2 separate regions of the Gossypium hirsutum genome follow, and region 1 is linked to region 2. A link is a contact called in public Hi-C data. All regions are on one chromosome and are shown on one strand. The core of a region is the stretch at or near the end of the contact, and the rest is flanking DNA. Distances in the headings are between cores, read along the strand shown. Region 1 holds the start of LOC107901426 (aldehyde dehydrogenase family 3 member H1). Region 2 holds the start of LOC107901422 (F-box protein 7).

What was found. Hi-C and Micro-C count contacts between places; a contact is called where the count stands out from the background.
Region 1: a Hi-C map of leaf shows a contact between it and region 2, with 3 times the contacts expected there. The contact joins the promoter of LOC107901426 here to the promoter of LOC107901422 in region 2. A contact is called at or near these places in 3 of 34 Hi-C or Micro-C datasets (all in leaf).

The regions. Positions count from the first base shown.
Region 1 is chrD06:6,783,694-6,786,612 of Gossypium_hirsutum_v2.1, forward strand. It overlaps LOC107901426 (aldehyde dehydrogenase family 3 member H1), which reads left to right and starts at 1,403. Exons shown (of 10, transcript XM_016827433.2): 1 at 1,403-1,887. The coding sequence starts at 1,663.
Region 2 is chrD06:6,652,259-6,655,257 of Gossypium_hirsutum_v2.1, forward strand. It overlaps LOC107901422 (F-box protein 7), which reads right to left and starts at 1,504. Exons shown (of 11, transcript XM_016827428.2): 1 at 1,239-1,504; 2 at 916-993; 3 at 656-768; 4 at 205-321; 5 at 28-124. The coding sequence starts at 1,248.

The DNA of each region.
Region 1 (2,919 bases), core at 153-2,652, 130 kb after region 2:
TAAATTATATCGTTTTTATTTTTCTGTTTTTAATAAATTTTTTGTTTTTTTTAGATATTTTCAGACAATGTTTACAAATGTCTTTTTAAATATTTTTTATCAATTTTTTAATATACTTTTATGTAAATTTAGTATTTACTTCTTTTTATTATTAATAATATATTTAGTTATTTGTTTTTAATTTAATTAATTTATTTTTTTAGTTTTTTAAGATAATGTTACTTGATGATTTGAAAAAAAAAAATTTCTACGTGCCGAATTTTGTTGTTGTTTGATTTAGTAATTCATTGTCGATGTTAACACTTACCATGATAAAACACATATTGATAGTTTAAGTACCACATTGAACATTTTCAAAGTACAAATACTACATGGACATTTAATAAAAGTACATGTATCATAATAATAAAAAACACATTAATAATTTACGTACCACAGTAGACATTTTCAAAGCATATACCACATCAAACATTTTATAAAAGTACATGTACTATAATAAAATACATATTGATAGTTCAGGTACAACATTAGATGTTTTCAAAGTATAAGTAACATATCAGATATTTTATAAAAATATAAGTACCAAATATGGTATTAATCTCAAAATAATATAATTTATTTTGTAAAATAATAATATTTTAACCATTACCTAAATAAATTGGTGTTTGTTTTACTTGTAAATCAGCTTAATTCATTTTGTCTCTCAAACTTTACAAAAAATAAAAAAGAGTCATTTTATCTTTCCATTTTTTTTGCTCTTTTAGCCCTTAAATTTGTGTTGTTTATCAAATCAAACAAAGAGATAGAGAAATTAATGTCTGTTAAATTTGCTAAGGTGACGTCCATATGAATGTTATATAAACAATTAATTAATTTTTTAAAATTTAAAATATATAAAAAATTAAAATTATAAAAAAATATTTTTAATTAAAAAATTAACTAATTACTAATGTGTGAATTACCACATCAACAAAATTAATAAAATTTATTTTTTTAAAAATGATTCGATAAATAATATTAATTAAAAAAATATAAAAATATAAATAGTTTACCAAATAAGTTATTAGGTAAATTAATAAATTTTAAAATTTTAAGATGATTCGATAAATAATATAAAAAATTTAAATAACTTACCAAATAAGTTATACCTATAATATAAAGAAATTTCACTTCACAAGAATAAAAGTCATCACATCGGTATAGATAGAGAAGAAACGTGAAAAAACAGCCAAATTCGTTTTCTTTCAGTAGAATTTTGATTTTAGCGGATACCCCCAAATTTGACAAAAACAGCCACCACCACACTTTATTTATGTAAATTTAAATTACCCAAAAGTCAATTTTTTATTTGTCCAAGACAGCCGGAATAAAATTAAGGGAGAGCCCATCAGGCACGCGCTCATTTCTACGCGTGTGAAATAACTCTCGGTAATGGGTTGACGAATGACGAAGGAACGCCATAGATAAATATATATATGGATGCGGCTGTATCGTTACATTTAACGTGACACCTGCGTATTCTTTAAGAAAATCTCAATAAAAGAAAGCCAATCAGTATTGTCAATTTTATTTTGCTCGCCTCTTCTATAAGCATCAAGTTCAAAGTTTGAATCTAGTATCGGTTTTGTTATTGTTTTCTCTGAGCGTTATTTTTGGATAATAATGGCTAGCGAAGTGGAGAAGAAGGCGGTTTTCGATATAGATTCCGCGAAGGAAGTGGTTCAGGAGTTGAGAGCTAGCTTCGTAGCGGGAAAGACTAAAGACTACGAATGGAGAAGGACTCAGTTGAAAGCCATGTTGAAACTGATGGACGAGAACGAGCCGCAAATTGTCGCCGCTCTTCGCGACGATCTTTCCAAGCCGGAACTCGAATCCTCCATCTACGAGGTCAAATAACTTTTTTTTCATTTTAATTTGTAGTATTTATTTCAATAATTTTTTTTTTAAAAAATTGATTTTAGATTAGAATTGTTTTTTATTTGATTAAATTTTAAAATTGATGAGAAGGCGGTGGAGTTATATCATGAGCTATGGATCATAGTATTAGTACAGAGTCAAGGGGCGGCTGAAAGTCAGCTATTTCTGATACTTGATGCCCAATCAACTATGAGTTTTTTTAAATTAAAGTTCAAGTAAAAACTTTAATTGATAGTCGACTTGTCTCCAGAAATTAGAATAAAAGATTTGATGGTTCATATTTGGTTCCTAATAAAGAACTTCAACTACTTTTTTTGTCTCTAAAGCGGTTTTTGCTTCAATTGTTTAAAGCTGATTGGCTCTGTTTGTTCTTTTCCCATACAAATAGATATCCTTTGTGTTAATTATAAATTCTTGTGAAAACTTGTTTCACGTTAACTTTCAAGTGGGTATCCTGAAATTCATGAATCACGCAATTGGGAAATTTTGGGAATTAAAGTTTTTTATTTTTGGTGTGCAATGTTTTTAGAAGTTCAAAAATGCGTGACACACTTGAAATCTTGGTGGAAAGAAGTAGCATTTATGACATGCAAACAGTTGGCTTTTCTCTCACGGAAATGGTTGGTCATTTTCAGGCTTTAGAAAATAATTGCTAGCCATTAAATACTCGATAGTTCTAAACGGGTAGAACTCAAGTTCTCCAAGATTTATTGCTAATCCAACTAGCAGACATTGTCAGGATATGTACCGACAGGATGTAACTTTAACCAGAAAATCTATCCGTTTTTGGTGTTTTCTTTTTTTTTTCAGCCTTTTTTTCCCTACAGAAAGTTGAAAGTTCCACTTCGACGATTCTTTAGAATTATTACTTTCTGGCTTGGGTTGGATAATTGCTGAGTTCAGCCTTAACTAGTGGAGTTGAACTTGAATATGAATGCAGGGAATTACTTTAGTAGCTGGATAAAAACTGGAAGAAAGAGAATAGTTACACACACACACAGA
Region 2 (2,999 bases), core at 254-2,753:
AAAAACAAGTGAGAAAGTACAACTTACCATCAGTTCGTACCCGAGGTCTTAAAAGCCACATTTTCCTCCATGAACCTTCATATTTTGATTGCAAGATCTTATAATTCTCCACCAGGCCAGAAAGCTGAAGAAAAGAGGCACTAGTTTTAAGCATCAATAATTCATGCAAACTAATAAAAGCTTCCATATGGAAAGCAAATTTACCTGCCAAGCCTTTAAGCAGGCTGTACGCCAAAACACAGGGTTACGGATTGTGTACCTCCATTTTCGACAAACACATGATGCCCTTCCTAAATCATATGGAGCCATTCGTACAAAGACCTGTACATTTATTTCATCATTACTCTCTAATTAAGGGGAAAAAATTGTTTCTTCTTTTAAATTGCTCTATGTTTTAAAGACAAGGAATTCTACCAGTTCATAAGTAGGAAAATTTGATATTTTGCCATTGAAATTAGAATTTTCAGCTCTTACGCAATAAAATAAACTTCAAGATGTCCGTTTATCAACGAAATCACAATCAATAGATTCAAAATCACATTTTCAGCTCAAAACCTAGCATTTCTAGATGAATAATAAACAATTAGAAGCAGATAGAGAAAACCAAAGTAAGCTAATAAAAATTTTGTCAAAAAGAACTAATGCATTGAAATACTTCGAAAAGCAGCTCATCGGGCAAGCTACGATGGATAAGTGCAGGATCAACATATGATCTTCTGCTGGCGCTTCCAAAAGGGGCAACTGGTCTAACATGTTTTCCATAAAGATCTGAAATTTGAAAAGAAAAAGTAACATTAATAATTTACAAGTGTTTTATACAAAAAAAAAAAAAACTTAAGCTAATGGCTTTCAAACGAAAAAAAAAATGAATAAAATCATTATGGAAAATATATGAAAATAAATAATAAAAAATACCAAGCCAAGGCCTCTGCGTCACAAAGTACTGTACGGTCTTCAAGCGCAAAGCTGATTCTAATTCTACTTCAGAGGGAACTGTTAAGGCAAAATCCGCAAAAATTAAGGCAATTAATTAACTAATAATAATGTAATTAAAAGAATAAGAAAAAAAGGGGAAGAAAGCGATGAGATGAAACAAAACCAATAACAAAGATTGAAGTTTAAATCATTCTTCTTCATTCTGTAACTACACAATTCGAATAAAAATAATCACCGGGAGCAAAGAAAATGGTGGATTGGAATTTAGAAATGAATGAATTCAATAATGGAAATATAAATACCTGGATTCATGGGAATCGAATCAACTATGAATTTTATGAACCTCAAAGGAAAATTGAAGGAAATCTTCTCTCCTCTTTTTAAATTTACCAAACCCCGATATTTCAAAATTAGAAGGAAATAAAAAATAAGTGATGGAAAAATGCTGAGAGATTAAATGAAGGGCCCAATCAGAATAAACTAGAAGACACCGACTCAGTATAACCCAAAACATAAACAAAGGTTATCAACGGGTCGACTGAGTCAGCCCAGTCTACTCTAACAGACCACTGCAACCTACCTTTAAGATGTTAGGCCCTTTAAATTTCCACACTACCCAAGTTATGAAGTATTGCTGGCGAAGTGAGTGGAAGATGTTTGAAATATTGGATTGGGTATTGTATCATGTGAAAGTGGTAAATTTAATTTTTATATTTTTATTTAATTAATCTTAGTTTTTATATTTTTCAAATCGATTGATTTTAGTCCTGTATTTTTTAAAATATGAAATTTTAGTCTTAACTCAAATAGTAGTAGTTAAATCTATTTGATTGATTTCAATTAATAGTCCTATACTATTTATAAAGTTGTAGATTTATTCCATTTTCTCCAGTTGGATCATTCCAAGTCTCTATACATTTTAAAATTTGAAATTTCAATCTTAACATATATGTTTGGCGTATCGGATTTTAGAAATAGCAAAATTTTACTTAGATAATATTTGGAAAGCCACCTAATAATTAGTTTGGGTGTGATTGCTTGTAATTACACAATGATGGCATGTTTGGGTAAGCATTGTAACGGGCGGGTCTTATCGAATTGGGTGTAATTGGAGTACCCCCAATTACACTTTTCAATTCTTAGGAAGAGGGTGAGATTTGGAGTAATTACATAAGTCAAATCAAATTTTAAAAATTATTTTTATACAAGTTATAAAATTTATACTATAAACATGAACATGTATGAGTGTCTGAGATGGTTATGACTAGACTTGCACATGGGCTAAGTCGATGCAAAATTTTAGGGTCGTTTTCTAAACCCGAACTTGACCCAAAAATTGACCTAAAATCATGCCCAAGCCCAGCCTAGATTAAAAATGCTAAATCCGAGCCTAACCAGCCAATATTATTATTTTTATATTCTTTTTTCATCAATCCCATGTTTGTGTTATAAATTTCAATTTGTTCATATATGTGTTAATTTCATTTTTTTTATATTATATGTATGTTCATTTTATGATTTATTTTCGGGGTTTATGGTTGTCTTTCTTAATAATGTTATCTCCAATATTTGAATCCACATTTTCTTCTTGAGAATGTAACGTGTTTACTATTTCACCCAATCACTAGTTGGTGCCTTCAAGATTCAGAATTTGTGGCTGCTCCTCTTAATAATGGTATTTTTAATATTCGAACATATCTTTTTTCCTTAAAAGTGTAATGTGTGTTACTATTGCACCAAATTACTTGTTGGTAATTTTATATTATTTTTAAACGATTTATTATAGTGTTGTAATTTAGAGAATAATTTATGTATTTATTATATCATAATTCATTACATATTTTGTATTGTTTGCTTCTTATCTGTGTTTCTTATTTTTGGGTGTGCGTGTTGGAAATATATAAATATTTTTCGTGAAGTGTGATGCTCTAATTAATATTCAATCTATATCTTACATAATTTGTTGTATAGAAATTAAATCTTTATACGAATCTATCATAAATTAATATAAATAAAATGTTTATTAAATTTTTCGAAACACAGCGAGAGAATCTACTATTTTA